Regions from separate parts of the Mus musculus genome. Here all the other regions are linked to region 6. A link is a contact called in public ChIA-PET, Hi-C and HiChIP or PLAC-seq data. All regions are on one chromosome and are shown on one strand. Each heading gives the region's core, a stretch centred on a gene start, on an enhancer-like site or on the middle of the called end of the contact. The rest is flanking DNA. Distances are from core to core; before and after follow the strand shown.

Region 1 (3,022 bases), core at 17-2,516, 350 kb before region 6:
GTTCAACCCCTAAAGCTGCACAACCAAGACAAGACAGAGCCACCGGAACAGTCTCTAGCCTCCAGAAGCAAGATAGATGCTGAGCAGGGCGAACAGAAATGACAGAGGGATGACTTTCTGAACCACAGCAGACACACAGCAAAAGAGACAAGACGTGCGCGGTATGCTTTGCCTACAAGTGACACTTTCTGTGGTATGCCTACTTTGAGAAGGAGACTTCTTAAGGTTAGAAAGTGCAAACAGTTATCTTGTATGCAAATACTGGCAAGACGTAATGATCTCCTGTGATGCTCTGTAGAAAAAAGTATCCCAAGGTCATTCATGACTCAGGGGACCAAAAACTGCAAGAACACACCAGGGATGTCCAGTGTGGGCACCTGAATTGGGGGCGGGGCAGCAGTAAACAGTGCATCTAATGTTCTGTTTCTAAAGGGCAGCAGAATAGAATGATCAAAACTGCAAGGTGACTAGAGCTCATGTCGGAGCAAACAGCGTTGAGAAGGCCAGAAGAATCTTAGAAAGTATACTAGTTTGAGGCAGTGACTTGGCTGGGTGGACAAAAAGTGTTTAGCATATGTACCCAATGACCTGAGCTTAAGTCCCAGATTCCATATAAAGGCAGAAGGAGAGAACTGACCCCACAAAATTGTTCTCTGATCTCCATTCACATGCTGTAGCACACATGTGTACTCATGTCCACCATATGTGCACGCGTGCACAAGCACACGTGTGGGTGTGACCATATGGCTGGGCTATGACAGGAAAGGAAACCAACAAGGCTGCTTTTGGCTCAGCTTCTCCACTAATTTCTAATGTTTTGCCTCCCTCTCTCCCTTTCCCGGGGCTGAAATGCAGACAGAACCCTGAGGCAGGAGCTTTCAGCTGGCAGGTAAGGATGCGTCCTGGAAAAGGCCAGAAGCTAAGATGGAAGGGAGATGGCATTCTGGGTAACCCACCCACTTCCTTACTGCTACATGAGAAAGACAGGAAACCACAACACGACAACTGTCATGTTCTTACAGTCCCTATAATTCGAAACTTATAATTCTGTTACTATTTACTTACTTATTTACTGGTCCTAAGGACTGAGCACAGAGCCTCGTGAACTGAGCCACACTCCCAACCTCTGTGATAACATTTGCCCACACTCTGCCTTATTCAGGTTGTCTTCTGTCTTTTAAAGATTCACAGTCTAAAGTGTACTGGTTGTTACCACCTCCCAAAGCTATAAAGCATAAAAGCTGGACCACAAAATTTGGTAACTCATCATGAAAGGCCATGTGTCTTTTAGAAGACTACCTAGTATCACGGCAGGAGTGTGTGTGAATAGGAAAGTCCCGTGAAGGTGAAGAACCTTTCATAACAACCTTTGCTTAATTGTAAATAAGAGTCCCAAGAGAGCTACATGAATTCCTTCCTGTCCACACTCCATCACCTCCTACTAGGCTCCAACTCCTCCAAGGTTCCCCTACGTCCCCACAGTATGTAGACGAGAGACCAAACTTCAGACAACGAAACCTTGGGTGATAAACCACATTCAACTCCAGCACACTCCATGGGAGAGATCCACATGGTAGGGAATCAGGACTTACAGTGGATAGAGTGAGTCTGTATAGGAACAGAAATCTGCAAGGAGCTGAACTCTACCAACCACTACGTGAGTGAGCTTAGAAACGGCCTTGTGGGAGATTCTGAGGCAGAGGCACTCCAAGAAGCTGCATCTGGATTCCTTGTCAACAACAATGAAACACTGATGTTTCAAGCTCCTACATTTTGAGATATTTTGTTATACAACAACAGCTGACAAATACATCACATTTCCAACTGTCTGTACAGTACAGACCAAGGAAGGTTTATCTGTGTGCTGTGCCTAAGCAGATATTCCAAGAGTATTTCAGTCAGTGCAGCCTAGTTCAGACAGTACAGTAGGGCACTGAGGTATGGACTGTAAAGACAGTACACCAGGGTACTGAGGAATAGATAGTGGTTCATGGAATAATTTTCCCAGTGGTGATGCTAGGTAGCCATTGACAATGCAGATTCTCTGAAGAAGAGATCCTCTTAGGATCAAATCAAGTTTGGGAAATTTCAACAGAAGAAGGAATTCATCTTAATTGAGATTTAGTCAGGATTCCTTTGGAAACTATTTAACATATCCATTAAAGGTATATCCATTAAAGCTTTAGACTCAGGAAGCCTGATTTGGAGTCCACAGTTCTCTAGTTCTTACCATTTTATCAGCATGCATGCATAAAACTTCACAAACATACTGTCTGAAACCACAGAGCTGATAATCCATTTGATATCAAAGGGGAAAATATATTTCCTTTAATAGCTAACTTATTAATCTTAAAGAAAAAAATCCTAGTAAAAAAGGATTTGTGTGTGTGTGTGTGTGTGTGAGTGTGTGTGTGCGTATGCAAGTGTGAAAGTTTGTGTGCCCACTTGTATCTGGGTGCTGTGTGTGTGTATGGATGCATGGGAACAGACAAAGGTTTCTGATCCTTAAAACATAAAACTGGGGGCTGGAGAGCTGGCGTAGTAGTTAGAAGCACTTGTTGCTCTTGCAGAGGACCCAGGGTCAGTTCCCAGTGCCCACAGATGGCTAGTAAACATCTGTAACTCCAATTCCAGGAAACCTGACGACACCCTCTTCTGACTTCAGTGGTCACCAAGCATGCACACGGTATACACACATAACTGCAGGCAAACACTCATACACCAAAAGTAAAATAAATCAGCATCTTTAAAAATATGGAATTATAAGCATATTCCACAGTGACTTAAATAAACTTTTATACATTAATCTGACATAAAACTGTTTACCACAAGGAAAAATGAACATCTCACATAGAGAGATGGTGGCGTGTTACCTGTCTTATTGTGTCGCCTTCCTGGTTACTAACTGTAATCATTTTATCTTCACCTCCCAAAGCAAGGAGATTCTCTGAATTCCAACATCCACATGTGATTTTCTTAGTATGTTTTCCTGAAGAAAAAAAAAAAGGCAATTTTTGCTGAC
Region 2 (3,100 bases), core at 397-2,896, 430 kb after region 6:
CCAGAATATGTTATAGAATAGTATGTTACTCATACTACCCACATGTACTCTATTTTCTATTGTTCATTATTGATTTATTTTTATCATTGTGTGTGCGGGCAGGCACACATGTATTGTGGTGCTCCTGGGGGTGGGGTCATAGGATAACTTCCAGGAATCCATTCTCTCCTGCCTTACAGAGACAGAGTCTCTCTTGGTCCTGTTTTGTTGTACATTCCAAACTAGCTGGCCCATGGGCTTCCAGGGAATCCTCCTGTTTCTGCTCACTCTCTCACTGTAGGAGTACTGGAATTACAAAGGCATGCCACCACATATGGCTTTTTGTACATGGGTTCCAAGGCTCAAACTCAGGTCATCAGTCTTATACTGCATTACCTGCTGACCCATCTTGCTAGCCCTTGTTATTGTGTTAACATACGCTGCTTCTAAGGACAAGCCTTCATGTACACAGTCTTAAGGTATAAATTAGGTCAGTGTCTCTAATCCAAGACCAATCCAGGAAGACTATATATGACCCGTAGTCTCTCATCTCCAAATTCTGTTCCAGTACCATCTGGTACATTGAGGAAGGTCAGTTGTCATCTTTCTATTTCTTCAGTCTAACAAATATAGACTGCACCCTGCCCTGCTCCTCCCATGCACCAAACATTAGGGATACCAAAGGAGCTAAGGCTTCTATTAACACACTAGTCTGCCACCTCCTGAAAAAGTAAATATCAAGGTGTCCTGGGAGGTGGCTCTGTGGCAGAGCATTTGCCAAGCATGCATAAAGTCCTGGGTTCCATCACTGATGCTGGGGGCTTAAGGGGACAACAGAGGTTGCACTGAGAGAGGTAGCCAGAGGTGGGCTAGGGAAAGAGAAAAGCCTGCAACCAGCAGGAGGAGGATAGGTAAGGGCCCCACGTGGATTCGTTCTGATGCTGGCTGCTACATCCAACTGGAGAATGAGTGAAACTCTATATCCATGTCCTTGAACGACTTACCATTCATGTTCATGGACTTGGTCCATGTCTGCAAACTCCTCCATCTCTCTGTCCACGAGATCCTTCTCTTCTACATCCATGAATTCTGTCTCATCCGTGACTGCAAACTTTATCCCGTTCATATTCACAAACTGTTATTCTATCCATGTTCACAAACCTGCATTCATGCGTGCAAACTCCACCCCCCACCCGCTGTGTTCATGGACCCTGTCCCACCCGTGTTCATGACCTCTCCCTATGCCATCCATATCTGCCATTCCTTCGCTTGGCTCCAAATCCCAAGTCTCTGAGACTTCAGTCCTACAAGTACTTCATCTACAGAATCACCCCAAAGTAAAAGCCACCAGTGGGAAACGTTCATGATAACAAGATGGCAGCCAGGTGGCAAGCCAGCAAGAGCGCTCGAAACAGCCTGAGGACACGGGGAAAGAAAGAGGTACTCAGCAACCCCACAACTGCTGTTATCCCATGCTGAAGACAACTTGTTCCTCCCTAGACCTGGCTGCAGGAGGAGGAGGAAAGTCACAGAGGCAGCAAGCACCCCAGCCTTGCTTCAGTGCCTGACAAGGCGTCTTGCCTCCGGGAAGGAGCTCCCTATAGCTGCTTAGAGAAGTCAGGGCCCTGCACACCACACCCTACACCTCCCTCTACTTCTTTGCCAGGCTGCACCTGGCCTCTGGCCTCACCTGCCCCACCCAGTTACACCCATGATTCCAACAGTGGCCAGCAAACACAAAGCTATCAGCAATAACAAAACAGAAGGAAGAAATTCAAGTCAAACCAGGTTCCGGCTGCCCTCGGCTGAGCTCCTGCAGCACTGTCTGGTGCCTCCAGCCTTCTGCGTCCCAAACCCAAGTTGAACGGCCAGATCTTATCTGACTTCTCACTGGGCTCTAAGGGTACTGTGTCCTTTCTGTGTCTGGGCCCAGCACCCCTGTCTGAATGGCACCACAGAGATCCAAGAGTGGCTGCAGCCTTCCTACGCATTGCACTGCATTCTCTCAGTCCCCTCACATAGCACTCACATAGCACCGTGCCTCGCTCTTCCAATAATTTTGGCCAGCCCAGTTTTTTTAGAAGCAGGACTTGAAACTCAGAAAGGTGCAGTCTTCCATTAGACTAACAGTGAGAAACAGAGCAGGTGACTACCTGATTAAAGTAAAGCGTTTCTTGGAGCATCTGTCTTGTATGCTGTGAATAGACCTATTTTCCAAAACAGGTTCGACTTGGAAAGATCCTTCTTTTGATTGGCACCTGTCTGGTGGACCCACACCAGGCTGGGCTGCAGCAGGATTCATGTTTGCTGTCTCCCACCTCCATCTGAAATGAAGCTCATTTACTGAGTTACTCAGAATTATCCAGACTGGCTTTGCAATCCCTTCTCCAGGGTCACACATGCTAGGCCAGGGGAAAGCGTTCCTGAAAACCAGGACAGGAGACAAGGCAGGGTACTGGACAGACATGGGGACCCGGAGACCAGCAGGCAGGCCTAGCACACTTCTAAGCATCCATGCAGATCCTAGCACTGATAGAGATGGTGGGGACAGACAGGAGCCATTTCTGGACCAAAACTCACAGAGCACTGGGTGGAGGCTGGTGGGAATTAAAGAATAAGTGTTCCATGGGAGCATCATTTGTTTCAGAACATTTCTTTTTCTAATTCTCTGGGGGAATGCAGCCTGCAACTCTTTCAACTCTAAGAAAGAAAAGCAGCCTCCAGCCACCACTGAACAAAGGCCACCATCTACTGGTTTCAGAACCACATTCCCATCAGACAAATACATCACAGGGTGTGGCCAAAACAACCTGGTTTATTGGCACCCTGACCCCAGGTCAGAAGCCGGAGATAAAATGTGACTCCAGGCTCTTGCCTTGGGGCTCTGGGAACAGCAAGCAGGGACCCACCCTGCTCACACCAACTGGCCATTCTGGTTCATCAAGATGAAATTGTTTTCCTTCGCAGCCGCACCCAGTGCTCCACCATAAGAAGAAACAGGTCAGGAGCATCCAGCAAGGTTTGACCCTTTCATGGAGGTTCCTGCCCAGAGCAATGCAGAGGTCACATCTGCAACCAGGTCTAGAGCAAAACTTTCAGGGACCCCAGGTGGTTCCCACAG
Region 3 (2,926 bases), core at 39-2,538, 430 kb before region 6:
TGAGTCCATGAATATGGAACCCACAGACACGGCAGGCTGATTTACAGTCACATTCCTGTAAAATCAGACCTCAAAATTACCCATCTCTCTGCTGATTGCATGTTTCTTTTGCACCATTATAAAGTTGAAAACTTTTTTAAATTGGTTATTTACATTTCAAATGTGTCTCCCACCTGCAAACCCCCCATCTCATCCCCCTTCCCCTTTGCCTCTAAGATAAAGTTGAAAACTTTTTGTTTTTGTTTTTGTTTTTTTTTTTTGTTTTTTTGAGACAGGGTTTCTCTTATAGTCCTGGCTGTCCTGGAACTCACTTTGTAGACCAGGCTGGCCTTGAACTCAGAAATCCGCCTGCCTCTGCCTCCCAAGTGCTGGGATTAAAGGCGTGGGCCACCACGACAGGCTAGTTGAAAACTTTTAACAGTCCTAAATCAAGGATTACCTGCACTTTGAAAGCTAGATACTAGAGGAGAATGCTCTTCTGCGTTTAGTGTTATGTAAAGTGTATTAGGGTACACTTTGTTAATGTCTGAGTATGTGGATTTTATTGTGTGAAGACAAAGAAGCAAATGTTTTAAGCTTTTCGTGTTAGAGGTAGTGTCACAGAGTTGTCCTCTGGATTGTCCAGACCATCGGAAGCTCTTCAGATTATCTTGGATATCCTGTTCTGCAATGGTCCTGACATTGCACCATTTACTGATACAGTCACCCCTTGCCTTTTCTTACCCTTTTCTGTTTATCTGCTATACCAGGGATTAAATCTAGGGTCTTGCACATACTACTTAAGTGATCTGTTTCAGAGCTATATTCTCAGCTCTCCTTTTTCTTTTTCTTTTGAGATAGGGTTCTAGTGAGTTACACAGGCTGGCCTTAAATCATCCTGTACTTTACACTTAAAACTGCAGTCTTTCTGCCACTGCCCTCTGAGTAGTTGGAATACAGACCTGTGTCCTAGATGCCCCTCATTATCTATGAAACATGAATTTCATGACCCATGTGGGTCCCCATGACTGTGGACACTTAAGCTCTTTATGTGCAAGGGTAGAATTTACATATAATTTATAGACAGCATCTCTTCCAGTGTACTTTAAGCCATTATTAGATTACTTTCATACAGTATAATGGTATGTAAGCAGTTACTGTGCTGATTGTCTAGAGAATAGTCATCAGGATAAACGAACATGGTTTGTATATACATAGTTAAAGTATTTCCTGTTCCTGGCTGGCTGAGTGGAGCCTGCAGACGTGGGAGACTAATGGATGATGTAATTCTAGAAGTAAATCTGCATATGTAGCACTTCTTAGCCTTGATGACTCAGGGTTTGAGTCCCACTGCTTTGCAGAGTTCTGTGCAGCATATCCCAGGCAGTAAGTTTTGTCTCTATACATTTTATAGCAGCATATCTGTGGAGGGGAATCTTGGACTTTTCACACCGCCTGGGATTGGTCTCAGGCTTTGCGTATTGGTAGGCAGTACTGTACTATTGGGCTACATCCATATCTTTCCGTGCTGTTTACAATAATATGTCAAATGAATAGTTTGCATTTATAATGACAATTCTCAGTTTGAACTGATTACAAAAATATATATTATGTGTCTATATAAGTTTAAAAAATAAGGATGCTATATAAGCTAAAGTAGTAAATGTTTTGAAATAATGTGATACTATATAGTACTAAAAAAATCACAAAGATGAAGAAAATGTTGATGCTGGCTGTCATGAAACCCAAATAACAATCCTGGTTTCCCCTTTGTAAAAGCCGAGCTTTTCTCAACTGCAAGAAAGACCTACAGTCCTGCTAAGCATGGCAAGGGGAGGGCTTCAGAAGATGCTAAGCAGCCTTGCAAATCAGCTCACCGGAAGGAAGCCTGTTCCTCACCCAAGGCCAGTGCCAAACTGGCGCTTATGAAAGCAAAAGAAGAAAGTTCTTACAACGAAACAGAGCTGCTGGCTGCAAGAAGAAAAGAAAGCGCCACTGAACCCAAAGGAGAGAAAACAACTCCTAAGAAAACGAAAGTTTCTCCAACTAAGAGAGAGGTAGGGACTTTGTGAAATGTATGTAATTCAGGAACAAATGGCAGTTCAGGTGGATTGTTCATCATGTTCCTACGTTGTTATAAAAAAATAATTTGAAGCTGGGGGGTGTAGCTCAGTGGTTGGGTGCTTGGCTAATATACTTGACTCCTTGTTTGATCCCTAGAAGACATGAGATCATGTAAATCTCTTAAAGAATAGTCATACAGGAAATGAGCCAATATGTACTGCTATTGTATGAGAAACTATGCTCATATTCATAAATTATATTCCATAATCTTCACAATAACCTTTGAGACATTTGCTCTTATAATTTGTTGTAAAGACGAAGAAACAGGCTGAAAGAATTTAAGTAGCTTTTCCAAGATTACCTACCTGTAATCTTGGTCATCAGAACCACAAAGGGACTTTTCTTTGTCTTTAGATATATATAAGAAGATAATGGTGATTTTTAACCTCCAGTTCTGAAACACTTTAGATTTAGAAGGAGAAACGAGCACTCCTAGTGCCTCTTAGGCACTTAGTATCAAAGGCAGAGCTAGACATGAGCTCTCTGAAGACAAAATAGCACTGTGAGCGTTGGGACAGCTTAGAGCCGGCTTTTGAGTATACCGATAGTGCTGAACAGATAAGGGATCCTAGTCTGGTTATTTCTTGATGTGTGTGTAGAAAGGAGGTAGGGATATGTATTTGGTACCAATGAAATGGCTCAGTGGGTAGGGTGCTACACCCGAGTTTTATCCCTGGGCCCTTCTTGGTGGAAGGAGAGAACTGGCTCCTACAGATTGTTCTCTGACCTCCACACATGCAGTCACACATACAAACACACTCTGAATTTTCTTTGTCTTCAGATATATTTAAGAAGATAATGGTCTTTTTGAACCTTCATTTTG
Region 4 (2,728 bases), core at 52-2,551, 450 kb after region 6:
CTTGAATAGAAACATAGGACCTTTGTCTCTTGTTTGCATCCCTTCTGTGGGGTGGATGTCTTTGCTCCCATCAGACACCACCATGATTGACCTCATTGTCAACCAGTCATGACTGAAATCTCCCCAACTGTATACCCAAACAAGCCTTTCTCTCTACGAGTTACTCTCTGCAATCAGGAGCAACAAGCATGGCTTATCACTCCAGTCTCACCTTTGCAGTTCCTGTGGGCCTGGGCTTCCCAGAGTCCTCCACATTTCCATCCCTAGGATGTGTCTGCAGAGCACACCAGGCTAGAATCAGCTGACATTCACCCCTCTTCTGGGTGTGGAGGAAGGAGGCTAGGAAGGAGAGAACTGGTTAACATCTTACCTCTGGTATGTACTGCTGTAGCCTCTCTGCTGCAAATCCCAGCTCCTCGGTGGGTCGCGGTTTCCTCAACAGCCAAGGAAATCTCAGTCTATAGAATAGATTTTAGAGCTAGGTAGCTGATGTTCTACAGAGACGGGGCAAAAGTGATGGTTAATCTTCATTATCATCTTGACAGGACTTAGGGCAGCAAGGAGACACACCTCTAGGTGAGAAAAAAAAGAGCTAATTTCATCTCAGAGATCCCAGCCCCATCCAGGGAGGTCGGGGCGAGGAGCTCAGCGCAGGAGCTTGAAGCAGAGTCCATGGAGTGACGCTGCTTTCTAGCTTGTTCTCTGGTTTGCTCACAGGCTCATGCTTAGCTAGTTTTCTTCTGCAGTCCAGGACCTCTTACCTCGGGAAGATAATTTGGCCCCATCTATAGCAAGCAATTAGCAACTGAAATAAAGTCCACCGGCCAGGCTGATTTTGCAACTCTTCAACTAGGTTGTGTCAAGCTGGTGACAAAACTAACCAGCAAACCAATATACTGACTATAAACTCCTCCAAAAACATCCGGCCTCTGCTTAACTCTGTTTACTCCATTGTGGAGGGAATATTTGCTGTGTGTAGCCAATGCTTCTAAAATTCCAAGATGCTCCTCCTATAGGGACCATTATTTAGACACTCTGGATTCTGTTATTGCTTTGTAAACCACTTCAGTCTTGTTTTGTTCATTTGCTTGTTTTTGATGAGACCCCCTACAGCCTCTTTGGTATGGCACATCCTATAACCCCAAGAACGTGCCTGGTTGGTATGTTTCCTGGAACTTTCTACAGCTGTCAATCTTGTTCACATCCTCAGACTTCCTGAAACAGTTACCATCGAGTCAAAAATAAATACCCTCACAACATGTGCTAAGCCAGCACCCAGTAAGAGGAAGCGAAGGAGAAAGAAACCTTTACAGAGTCTAACTAGCCCTCAGCTGTGCTGGAATTCAGCCAGCCAAACACAACCTCTGCACCATCTACAGCCTTCGTCCCTCCAGCACAGGCCCACTTCAGGAAAGAGTCCAAAGGCTTCCTCCTACCCTTCCGGGCATGCTGCTTTCTGGGCGTGGCAGTTATGGGTTTCTGCACTGATTGTTTTGTGCTTGGACAGCCTATGCTTTTACAAATAGACCCTAACGGCTCTGAAGTCAGTCCTGCTCGGGATCTTCAGAACAGGCTACTATATTGTTTTCATTTCCTGTGCTTTTAACTTCCTTGTCATAATATTATCCTATACTCGTGGACGCCGCTCGTCCATGGGCCCGAGGGAGAGACTGTCACGTGACAGCAGCCGAAAATGTTACATCCAAATTAAGTCATGACCATGCTGAGGGGTTCTACAGACGCTATTTAAAAATTTGGGGGAACGGGGCTGGCGAGATGGTGCAGCAGTTAAGAGCACCAGCTTTCTTCCCAAGGATCTAGGTTTGAGTCTCAGCATCTACATGGTAACCCACACCATCTCTAACTCCAGTTTTGGGGGACCCAACACTCTTGTCTGGCCTCTGTGGGAACGCACATGTAGGCAAAGCACTCACTCACATAAAACAATGATTTGTAAGAATGTTCAGGAAAGAAGATATAAATGTCATATGAACACAAGGCATGGCTTTAGGCATGCCATATGGCTTCCATATAGTGAACTCCAAGTTAAGAATGGCTTAGAAGGAGCCATTGTGTCCAGAAAGCAACCAGGAGGCAGGGGTGTAGCACCCAGGGATGAAGAAGGTGTACGCAGCACGCTGAGCCTCCTCCACTTAGGCCTCCTAAATCAGCAACTCAGAGAATATATGGCCACAGGCCAGACCCCCATCAGATTCCTTCCCTCTCACAATGCTAAGCTGTCCACACCGGTGTTCCACACAATGACCAGACAACCCTAGTCCCAGTTACTGCCACTGACCCTACAGCCTGCCTGTGACACTCAGGACTTCCAACACCCACAGCAAGTAAACTCGATAGCCCATCTTTACCTACAAACACTCTGAGTATGAGGTTGGGAAGGGAAATAAGCACTGGAAATAGCTAATGCTGATTATAAAGCACGAGGTGTTGAAAGACATTCTTATATCCAAAATGTTAGAAAAAACTAAAACAAAAACAAACAAAAAAAAACCCACTATACAATATTATAAATGTATTGGCCCTGAAACATTAACATTTTAGCTGTTCGATTCTTTGCAGTGCTAGGTCCCTCCCATTGTTAGTGATTTCAATGGCTAGGATACAACTAATATTTTGACTGTGTTTTACATTTTATGCTGTGCATGAGATTAAAGCCTCAGAGATCCCCAACTGATCCAAGAGGAATTCTGGAGTCTCCACCCTGATT
Region 5 (3,086 bases), core at 513-3,012, 390 kb after region 6:
GTTTAGTTTTAGTTTTCTCCTAGCTACCTTCTATCTTCTCTGTCAGAGATAAGGGGGCAGACCCTGAAAGGTAGGAGGGTTGAAAAGGGACCTGCATTACTACATCTCATAATTAAACCATCCAAAGGGAGGGATGAAAGCAACTGCTTAGAGAGATGAGAACATGGGACCCAGGCCTGCAACAAAAGTCAAGCGCTTGTCAGACTTGCCCAGTCCAGGGCTCTCAGTGAGTCAGAAACTCCGAGTCGGCTGAGGGGCTTGTACATTCTATGTCCGTTCATAAGATGATCCTCACGCATCTCAAGTTGGAGAGCCGTGGAGGGCATTCAGCACGTCTTGGAAGAGAAATAAGACAAGAAATCCTTGCCTTACAGTGCTCAGGTAGACACGCCCAGCACCATTCAAAGAGCTACTGGAGCGGGACAGAGAGCATCCCTAAAGAATAACACCCACCCATCTCCCCTTTCACCGCTCGTGTTCAGTGCAGAGCTTCCGGTTACGGTGACTTCGTATTTTATTTCCTGTATTTAGCAGCTTTTCAGCAGAGAATAAAGATGCACTTGAGATCTTTACCCCAAGTTTTTATTTATTTATTTTTTAAGTTAAAAGATGATTGGATGAGCTATGTTTGAAGTTCTATAACGGAGCTACCCGAAGAGATAGGCATGGGTAATACAGAGAATAAAAACAGTAACGGCATTGTCTAAGCGTTTATTTCCGAGAGTAGCTTGTGTGTAGTTAGCCTCTGCTTGCCCTTGATGGATGGGTCCATCATGCCAACTCTACAACTCTGAAACCCAGAGTACTCTGCCTAAAGAAAACCATGCCTTGATTCTCAGTGAGCTTTTATCACTTATTAATGTGATAGTCTCCCAACCAGGCGGCTCAGAGGTGTCAAAAAAAGCTCAGCCACTTGTTTTGTATATTTTGAACCTTCAGAAAAACATGTTTATTTCCTAAAATCTATTTCAAGCTGACGAGATAGATTGGCTCTGCAGGTAAAGGTGCTAACCACCAACTCTGATAACCTGAATTCATTTCCCAGGCCCCACGTATAGTAGAAACAGGAGAAATGATTCACATGAGTTGTCCTCTGATGGTCACATGTATACTGTGATGCACATGTCCAAAAGTATGCTCACACACACACACACACACACACACCAATCACACAAATAAATAAATAAATAAATAAATAAATAAATAAATAAATAAATGTAGAAACATTAAAAATGCACTTAAATGCCAAGATAGTTATAGAAACTAACATTCTAAATGTACACATGTAATGAGTTAACTTTCCACAAGAGTGGGGAACAAATGGCACAATTATTCACACACTATCAGGAGTTTAAAGGCATTAATTTTAACATATCAGTAATCATTGAATTTGGCCATAGTGGTGCATGAGATTTCTAAATCTGGCAATGTGTGGCTTTGACCTATTTCTGTCATAGCCCTCCTTGAGGGTGAATAAAAATAAGTGGGCCAGAAGCCTGTATTCATAGACAACTCAAGCCAAATGGCCAACACTCACCTTCACGGGACCTGATGGTAGTGAGTTCTCTGCATTCGGTTGAATCTTAGGACACCAGCCAGAAGTGTGACCTTACGTAGGTCACCTCTGCTCTGTTCCATGTGTCTTCTAGTCTAGAAAAAAATAGAGGAGGAGGATGGTGAATTTCTGTTAATTCGTGTGTTCCAGTATCCTGTATGCATTTCTACAAGACCTCCCGTCTTGCACCCCAAAGATATGTTGCTAGAATTTCCTTGGTGCCAGTCAACTACGTAAAAGCTTTTCTCTCCCTTTCTTGCACTTCAATTCAGTCTCTTGTGATAGGTTCTTTTCTTTGCCACCAGGCCAGCTCTTTAAAACCCATTTCACGAGCTGTCCCAATAATTAACAACTAATTAACAAGAAGGCCTGGCTGCTAGGGCTTGGTGCTTTCAAAAAGAAATGAGCAGGAAGGTTGCTTCGCTTTCTCTATTCACAGGGTCCCTACCATTGTCACTGGGATCGGCTGGAGATGGCGGCTCCTGAATGGTGTGAACAATCTCATTAAAAATCTCTGCTGGAACAATCAATTCACTGTCACTGGACCATATCGATCCTCAAGAGCTGTCATTGAGTTACAGGGTGTCAAAAAAAAAAAAAAAAAAAAAAGAGACGAAATTGACAGCCGGAAGTGTACTTTGTTTATTCTGGGAAAGAAACTGTCTTAGTTACTTTTCTATTACTGTGATAAAGCACCGTGAAAGCATCCCCTGGAAAGGGGGATTATTTCATTTTATAGCTTATAAATCCATCATGGAGGGAAGTCGGGGCAAGAGCACAGGTCAGGAACCTGGAGGCAGGAACTGGAGCAGAAGCCATGGAGAAATGTTGCTTTCTGGCTCGCTCCCTATGGCTTGCTAAGCCTGCTTTCTTAGAGCACCCAGGACCACCAGCCCGTGTCTGGCACTACCCACAGTGAACTGGGCTCTCCCACCTGGCAATCCCCCACAGGCTTCTCCACAGGCCAATCTGGTGGGAGCACTTTCTCAGTTGAGGCTCCCTCTTTCAAAATAACTCTACCTTGTGTTGGAGTTGGCCTAAAAAACTAGCCAGCACAGAGACCATTATCAGGTGTTTCTCCATGTCGCTCCTGCAGAAATCCTAACAGGAGTTTCCTGATGAGGGTTTAGCAGGATGCTCTCTGCAGAGACACATGACCAGCCTGCAAAGAGACTGCTCATTATTCTGCTGTCTTCTGGGATGCCTCTGAAAGTCCACCTTGGCACCGCTTTTGACATTCTTGATATTTTAAGCTTTATATTATGTGGCCTTGATCTCCTAGCCCAAGGACCAGCACATGAGTCAGTGGAACGGTCTAGTCATTGATCCAGAAGGGTAGTTTGGATGAGGTAATATGGTTAGCAATGGGAGCAGAAAGATGGGCACAAATCTTCACACTGATGAGCCACAAATCTGTGGCTGCACAGCTGATTACCTGCGCTAGACTATACCAAGAACAGCAAGCCAGGCCTCCACTGAAGCCCATCAAGGCTCTCCACTGTGAGTGGAAGTGCTTCCCACCATCCTCTCC
Region 6 (2,720 bases), core at 58-2,557:
TAGTCTTTGTGGTCCTGGACCTCTGTACTAAGCTGACCTGAACTCAGAAATCAGACTGCCTCTGCCTCCCAAGGACTAGGATTAAAGCCGTGCGCCACTCGAGAGCTTTTAGGGCAAATGGGCCAAGTTTTTTTTCTGGTTGTAAGAAAGTCCCGCCAACCTTCTGCACATGACCCAGCTACTCTGAGGAGACCTGATAATTTTGGGGGATCCTCAGCAGTCTGTCTGCTATAGTGTACTTGTATCCTATGAAGCCCATGTACGAAAGTCACAAGGTGATATAAGGTACTGAGGTCCTGAACGGGTGGGGCCGTGGTGTCCCGCCTCTTCTTGCTGGAACAATCACAGCATGAACCATCCCCATGACCACAGGTGGGCAGATACCAGATCTGTTAGTGCCTCGGTCTTGAACTTCCAAATTCCCAAACTCTCAACAACATATTTCTGTTGTTTGTAAAGGGTCTAAGTTTGCGACATTTTATTGCAGCAGTCAAAATAGACAAAGACACCCCCAAAGTGACTCCTTTTCTGTGCATCCTGTGACATAAGAAAGTGGACTCAGTGTTAACTCACAGGCTGCCCTGGTGGCAGCCTCCAGCCAGGGGCTAGGTTCAGAACTTAGTTCTTCCTCTTGTGGGCTCATCAGCAGCCCCTGAGCAGCCTGCTTACTGGCTCTGGACCACAGCTTCCTCACTAGCGAAATGAAAACAGTGAGCTTCGCCCTCAGCATGATCCACAAATAAGGTAAGGATCTGAGGCTTAGTGGGGGACGCAGGGCAAGCACTCTGTATGCCTCAGCGGCTGCATCTGTGCAAATCAGGGCTCCATGGAAAGGAACTTTGTCATCTCTCATTGCCGAGGTCTTCACTGATGTCCCAGCAATTTCTTCTACTCTGGGTGACACGACCAAACTTCAGTCTTCCCCAGGGAGCATGACACCCCTCCCTCTATCTTTCCCAAATGCAAACTCCCCCCACTTCTGGGTGGTGTAGAAATTCTGCTCACTGGAGTCAGGTGCCTAGGCACTTGTCCCTCAGAACCGACCAGCTTGGAGGTCAGCTGAAGTTCAGGAGGGCCTCTGTTCTAGTCACTGTTTATAGATCTGCCAGAGTTTGTAAGTCAAAGGCCCATTTGGGGCCTCCAGAGCCAAGGCCAAGAGGGCAAGCACACAATGCAGCCCTTCTTTGGAGGCCTTGTTTACCTTCCGGGAGCAGGCAGGGTGTGGCAAGAACTTCTGGGTGGCGAGAATTACAGGGTGTGGTGAGAATGTTGGGTGTGGCTGCCCAGGCCAGGCCTTGAAGAAAGCTGCCAAGCAACAAGGCAGGGGACCCAGTGGCCCAGGTCTGACTGACTGTGGGGAAGTGGCTGGTGGTGTCTGCTGAGGCCTGGCTCTGCGGTAGAGTAACTAATGCCCTGACTCCCTCACTTGCCAAACACAATAATAGGGTAACAGACCAAGAAGGTACTTCACTCAGCATGGCCCTCCATAGCTTTCCTGTCATGTTAAAAAGTAAGCCCCAGGGGGCTTCGTGAGAGTCTTGGTGCCCACATTAACTATTTTTTTTTAAAGATTTATTTATTTTATTTATATGGGTACACTGTTGCTGTCTTCAGACAGAACCAGAAGAGGGCATCAGATCCCATTACAGACGGTTGTGAGCCACCATGTGGTTGCTGGGAATTGAACTCAGGACCTCTGGAAAGAGCAGTCAGTGCTCTTTACCACTGAGCCAGCCCCCCCTCCCCCGCCTCCCCCCCCCCCTATTCATTTTGGGACCTTGGTGAAATGGCTGGAGATTCTAATGTGACATGTAGCATTTCTTCCATCCAAGCTTTGGACTGAGCCTGGATCCATCTAGGATCAAGTGACCAGAGACCTTCAACCATCCATGAGAATGTTATTTTGGAGACTGTAGAAGCTCTGGTAGGGTTTTGGGGAGAGATGAGTCTGACCTGGGAGCCAGGAAGCCACTCTCTATCCTCTAACTAACTCACTGGATGAGATATCCACCCGGAATAAGATCCAAGGGAGAGACAGAAATCCACTCCATAGTTTTATTGTAAAGACCACCGGCCATATATCCAGATGATGTTCCAACTGGTAATAAGAACACATGCTCCACTATGTTTATAGCAGCCTTATTTATAATAGCCAGAAGCTGGAAAGAACCCAGATGCCCCTCAACAGAGGAATGGATATAGAAAATGTGCTACATTTACACAATGGAGTATTACTCAGCTATTAAAAACAATGAATTTATGAAATTCCTAGCCAAATGGATGGATCTGGAGGGCATCATCCTGAGTGAGGTAACCCAATCACAAAAGAACTCACATGGTATACACTCACTGATAAGTGGATATTAGCCCAGAAACTTAGAATACCCAAGAAGATACAATTTACAAAACACATGAAACTCAAGAAGAAGGAAGACCAAAGTGTGGACACTTCCCCCCTTTTTAGAATTGGAAACAAAACCCCCATGGAAGGAGTTATAGAGACAAAGTTTGGAGCTGAGATGAAAGGATGGACCATCCAGAGACTGCCCCACCCGGGGGTCCACCCCATAATCAGCCACCAAACGCAAACATTATTGCATACGCCAGCAAGATTTTGCTGAAAGGACCCTGATATAGCTGTCTCTTGTGAGGCTATGCCGGGGCCTAGCAAACACAGAAGTGGATGCTCACAGTCAGCTATTGGATGGAACACAGGGCCC
Region 7 (2,992 bases), core at 356-2,855, 340 kb after region 6:
GCCTCCCAAGTGCTGGGATTAACGGCGTGAGCCGCCATGCCCAGCCTGTTTCTGTTTTTTAAATTTTTGTTTGTTTGTTTTGTTTTGTCTAAATCAAAATATATTGATCTCTTAAAACAAGTATTAGGAAAAAATTATCCAAGGTTGGAATTGTTCACTCCTTGATTAAATTATAATAAATATTTGATAGAATTTCTCAGCAAATTATCTGGACCTAGAGTTTTCCTTGTAGGAAAAAAAAATTAAAATAGACATTTAAATTCTTTTTATTTTTCTTGGCATCACAGTGCCTGTGTGGAGGTCTAAGGGGAACTTGTGGGAGTCAGATCCATTGTCCTTCTATCACGTGGGATGCAGGTGTTGAACCCAGGCCATCCAGCCTGCCACCAAGTACCTTTACCTGTTGAGACACATCACTAGCCCCAAAGTTAATTCTTTCAATAGACATGAGGCTATTCATATTTTCCATTTTATCGTGTGTCAGCTTAAGAAATTTGTACTGTAAGTTCATAAATTCTAAAATGTTAATTTATTGCAAAAAAATACCCTTTAAGATGTTTTTGAGGCCACAAACTTGACTGCCATCCCAAGTTTAGTTCTTGATGCCCATGATCCATGTTCTCTGTCTTTTATCCCTACTCAATCTACCTAGCGTTTTATCAATCACGGAAGGCTGAGAAGGTAAAAGATGCACTATTTACAATGTCTTTAATTACCTGTGCACTGACTGTGGCAGGGTTTCTACTCAAGGGCTCTGTAACGAAGCATTTGTGCAAAATCATAACTATTTCATTATTTCACGGTATGCTCATTTACTATTCATAGCAGGAACATATGTGATGTGGTAAAGACACCATCCATTCCACCAAAAGTGTTTGTTATAACATCAGGGTTTGACAACACGTTCTAGTGGTTAAAAGCTCAGGCTATGGACACAGCTGTGTTCAACATCAACAGTCAGCTGGAGTGCCTGCTGGCTGGGGATTTTAAACAGTCCGCCTTATTTTTCTAAGCATCTAAGGTTATTAGGGTTAAATAGGAAGATGCCGTTATAGCACTAAGTGCAACTACTGAGCTGCTCTGTAAAACTTTGGGTTATTATTTTTAACACTGTGAGTAGCCTGGTCAGACTTAATCTCAGATGACAGTGTGTGTGTGTGTGTGTGTGTGTGTGTGTGTGTGTGTGTAGCTCTGTGTGTATCTGTATGTGTATGTATGTATGTATGTGTATGTGAATTTGTGTGTGTATGTGTGGGTATGTGTATGCATGTGTGCATTGTATATGTGCGTGTCTGTATGAGTGTGTGTGTATGTGTGTGTGAATGTGTGTATATATATATATGTGTGTGTATGTCTGTGTATGTTTGTGTGAGTATGTATGTATTATGTGATTGTGTGTGTGTGTGTGACACTGTGTGTGTGTGTCTAATGCTGTTTCAGCAGTCTTTGCTTTCTGTTCTCAGCTTTGTAAACTGTTGCTGAGCATGGTTTCTCAAGTCCTCAGTCGTCAGCTGTAAATTATCCCCCAAGAAGCCGCTGGCTGGCACCATGGGGCATCGTGTCAGGCTGAAGTGCTGTGTCCCGTTTTCATTTGCACACTTCTTTTGCCATCCTGTGGGGACGAGAGGGACTGACTGCCAAGACTTTTCCCATATGTTCTTGAAAATTATCTAACCACAACCAAAAAGAAATTAAAATACAACCCCAAGCAAACAGGAAACTGACTTTTTCTTTTGGGAACTTAGTCAAAAGCCAACATTTTGTGGTTTCTGTGAAGATTCCTCTCACAGGGTCAGGGATTCATTTACAAAGTGCTTTGTTTTCTCACTTTCCTCATGACTACTTGAAAAGACATTGTTCCTTCTTTTTTTACCTATGAAGGTTGGTTATGGCAACACCCACCAGATTCATATTAAATACCTACACACACACACACACACACACATATATATTCTTTATGATATATATTATTTTTGTAAGATAAAGCCATAGAAGTACCAGACAGCCACGCTGGCTTCAGGCAACTATAAATAATTTCTCCATTCATAACCAAATACAGGTATCTGGCACACTATATTGCTACAGCCTATTAATCATTATGTAGTCAGGGGAAGAGTCAGGCCACAGGCAAGCCTGGACATGGATGTGTCTTCGGTGGAGAGACTCTTGATCTATTTATGTAAGCACTCACATTTGGCACCATCCTGTGTTAGGAGAAAACTCTTGTGCTCTGTTTCCAACTCACGGGAACTTTTTGACTTTACAGGGGAGCCGCAGCTGGGCGGTATTATTTGAGGATAATGAGAAGGTAATGAGTATGCATATCTCCTCGTGTCCCCCACTAGGAATTCTTTTCCCATCTTTAAAAGTTCCTGTTCATATGCTTCTCTGTGGCTGTCATCTGCTGTTTGCTTCTCACTTGCCTTCACTTTCTCTCTACAGTTGCATATGGTGGCAGGGGCAGTGAGTGTGCTGGCCATCTTGGGCTGCATGGCACTCTCCGTGTTAAGGTGAGCTCAGAGTGGCAACATGTTTTCTGTGGTTAAGAATTTGAAGGGACTCCGGCTAGGTCAAGTGTGGTGGTCATGGCTCTGACAGGCCTCGTCCTTCTCCCCAATTCCCTCTGTCTTGCTAAAAGTCCGTAGATTTCATTCCTAATGCTAGTCTCCAAGGTCCGTTCTTTATTTGGCCACTTCTTCCTCCTGAGGCTGACTACCAAGGTCCAACTATCAAAATACTGAAGTCCAGCGGTCAAAAGCCCTCTTGGGCTCACCTAATTAACATGCCCAATTAAAGTTAAACACCTCATCCTAACACGGGGTTTCCCATTTTTCCCTTTATAAACCACCATTTTCCTATGTGACGGTCTGTCTCCTCTCCATCAGAGGAAGTCCTTTGTCCCATTTCCCTCCAAGACAAATCCCCCTTCCCCTCTCCCTTGCTCCCCTCTCCCTTGCTCCCTTCCCCTTCTTCCTCTTCTATCTCCTGCCTT

Evidence for each region. Hi-C and Micro-C count contacts between places; a contact is called where the count stands out from the background. ChIA-PET counts read pairs in DNA pulled down with a chosen protein or histone mark. HiChIP or PLAC-seq counts read pairs in DNA pulled down with a chosen protein or histone mark.
Region 1: a contact with region 6 is called in a Hi-C map of regulatory T cells, with 3 times the contacts expected there. The contact joins two enhancer-like sites. A contact is called at or near these places in 8 of 39 promoter capture datasets (the C10 cell line, cranial neural crest, frontonasal cranial neural crest and 5 more), 8 of 484 Hi-C or Micro-C datasets (CD4 T cells, bone marrow-derived macrophages, cortical neurons and 4 more), 2 of 115 datasets of contacts at active chromatin or transcription factors (embryonic stem cells and large pre-B cells) and 1 of 9 other capture datasets (adipose tissue).
Region 2: a YY1 ChIA-PET map of embryonic stem cells shows a contact between it and region 6, with 5 read pairs. The contact joins two enhancer-like sites. A contact is called at or near these places in 2 of 15 datasets of contacts at CTCF or cohesin (both in embryonic stem cells), 14 of 484 Hi-C or Micro-C datasets (the G1E-ER4 cell line, the N1E-115 cell line, bone marrow-derived macrophages and 5 more), 20 of 115 datasets of contacts at active chromatin or transcription factors (bone marrow-derived macrophages, cardiomyocytes, embryonic basal ganglia and 8 more) and 1 of 9 other capture datasets (embryonic stem cells).
Region 3: a contact with region 6 is called in an H3K4me3 HiChIP or PLAC-seq map of bone marrow-derived macrophages, with 5 times the contacts expected there. The contact joins two enhancer-like sites. A contact is called at or near these places in 3 of 484 Hi-C or Micro-C datasets (B cells and CD4 T cells) and 3 of 115 datasets of contacts at active chromatin or transcription factors (bone marrow-derived macrophages, embryonic stem cells and large pre-B cells).
Region 4: a contact with region 6 is called in a Hi-C map of bone marrow-derived macrophages, with 36 read pairs. The contact joins two enhancer-like sites. A contact is called at or near these places in 2 of 15 datasets of contacts at CTCF or cohesin (the NIH/3T3 cell line and large pre-B cells), 8 of 484 Hi-C or Micro-C datasets (bone marrow-derived macrophages, embryonic fibroblasts, embryonic stem cells and 1 more) and 22 of 115 datasets of contacts at active chromatin or transcription factors (bone marrow-derived macrophages, cardiomyocytes, embryonic basal ganglia and 11 more).
Region 5: a contact with region 6 is called in an H3K27ac HiChIP or PLAC-seq map of embryonic stem cells, with 12 read pairs. The contact joins the promoter of C030018K13Rik here to the enhancer-like site in region 6. A contact is called at or near these places in 5 of 39 promoter capture datasets (the 3T3-L1 cell line, hippocampal neurons, liver and 2 more), 2 of 15 datasets of contacts at CTCF or cohesin (the NIH/3T3 cell line and large pre-B cells), 18 of 484 Hi-C or Micro-C datasets (CD4 T cells, CD8 T cells, the G1E-ER4 cell line and 7 more), 26 of 115 datasets of contacts at active chromatin or transcription factors (CD8 T cells, the NIH/3T3 cell line, T-cell acute lymphoblastic leukemia and 15 more) and 1 of 9 other capture datasets (liver).
Region 7: a contact with region 6 is called in a Hi-C map of bone marrow-derived macrophages, with 44 read pairs. The contact joins two enhancer-like sites. A contact is called at or near these places in 1 of 39 promoter capture datasets (liver), 3 of 15 datasets of contacts at CTCF or cohesin (CD8 T cells, large pre-B cells and pro-B cells), 26 of 484 Hi-C or Micro-C datasets (the 3T3-L1 cell line, 3T3-L1-derived adipocytes, the C10 cell line and 18 more) and 18 of 115 datasets of contacts at active chromatin or transcription factors (the NIH/3T3 cell line, bone marrow-derived macrophages, a colorectal cancer cell line and 10 more).

The regions. Positions count from the first base shown.
Region 1 is chr5:65,215,770-65,218,791 of GRCm38.p6, reverse strand. Wdr19 (WD repeat domain 19) reads right to left here. Exons shown (of 37, transcript NM_153391.2): 6 at 2,874-2,989. Among named protein-coding and RNA genes, the nearest start is that of Wdr19, 18 kb to the right of the region's middle. Within about 2 kb of position 1,266, at least 32 of the 459 cell types and tissues checked have an H3K27ac peak or open chromatin away from gene starts, as enhancers often do. A contact at or near this core is called in regulatory T cells, where this site is marked.
Region 2 is chr5:64,430,422-64,433,521 of GRCm38.p6, reverse strand. No RefSeq gene overlaps it. Among named protein-coding and RNA genes, the nearest start is that of Gm31363, 20 kb to the left of the region's middle. Within about 2 kb of position 1,646, at least 43 of the 459 cell types and tissues checked have an H3K27ac peak or open chromatin away from gene starts, as enhancers often do. A contact at or near this core is called in embryonic stem cells and uterus, where this site is marked.
Region 3 is chr5:65,292,768-65,295,693 of GRCm38.p6, reverse strand. It overlaps Rfc1 (replication factor C (activator 1) 1), which reads left to right. Exons shown (of 25, transcript NM_001347357.1): 9 at 1,759-2,036. Among named protein-coding and RNA genes, the nearest start is that of Rfc1, 41 kb to the left of the region's middle. Within about 2 kb of position 1,288, at least 12 of the 459 cell types and tissues checked have an H3K27ac peak or open chromatin away from gene starts, as enhancers often do. A contact at or near this core is called in bone marrow-derived macrophages, where this site is marked.
Region 4 is chr5:64,409,459-64,412,186 of GRCm38.p6, reverse strand. No RefSeq gene overlaps it. Among named protein-coding and RNA genes, the nearest start is that of Gm43837, 33 kb to the right of the region's middle. Within about 2 kb of position 1,301, at least 66 of the 459 cell types and tissues checked have an H3K27ac peak or open chromatin away from gene starts, as enhancers often do. A contact at or near this core is called in bone marrow-derived macrophages, embryonic stem cells, intestinal villus epithelium and 1 more, where this site is marked.
Region 5 is chr5:64,475,684-64,478,769 of GRCm38.p6, reverse strand. It overlaps C030018K13Rik (RIKEN cDNA C030018K13 gene), which reads right to left and starts at 1,762. Exons shown (of 2, transcript NR_045413.1): 1 at 1,538-1,762.
Region 6 is chr5:64,863,393-64,866,112 of GRCm38.p6, reverse strand. No RefSeq gene overlaps it. Among named protein-coding and RNA genes, the nearest start is that of Gm31889, 15 kb to the left of the region's middle. Within about 2 kb of position 1,307, at least 201 of the 459 cell types and tissues checked have an H3K27ac peak or open chromatin away from gene starts, as enhancers often do. A contact at or near this core is called in the C2C12 cell line, CD8 T cells, the G1E-ER4 cell line and 20 more, where this site is marked.
Region 7 is chr5:64,520,789-64,523,780 of GRCm38.p6, reverse strand. No RefSeq gene overlaps it. Among named protein-coding and RNA genes, the nearest start is that of Gm31423, 9.6 kb to the left of the region's middle. Within about 2 kb of position 1,605, at least 42 of the 459 cell types and tissues checked have an H3K27ac peak or open chromatin away from gene starts, as enhancers often do. A contact at or near this core is called in the C2C12 cell line, beige adipocytes, bone marrow-derived macrophages and 2 more, where this site is marked.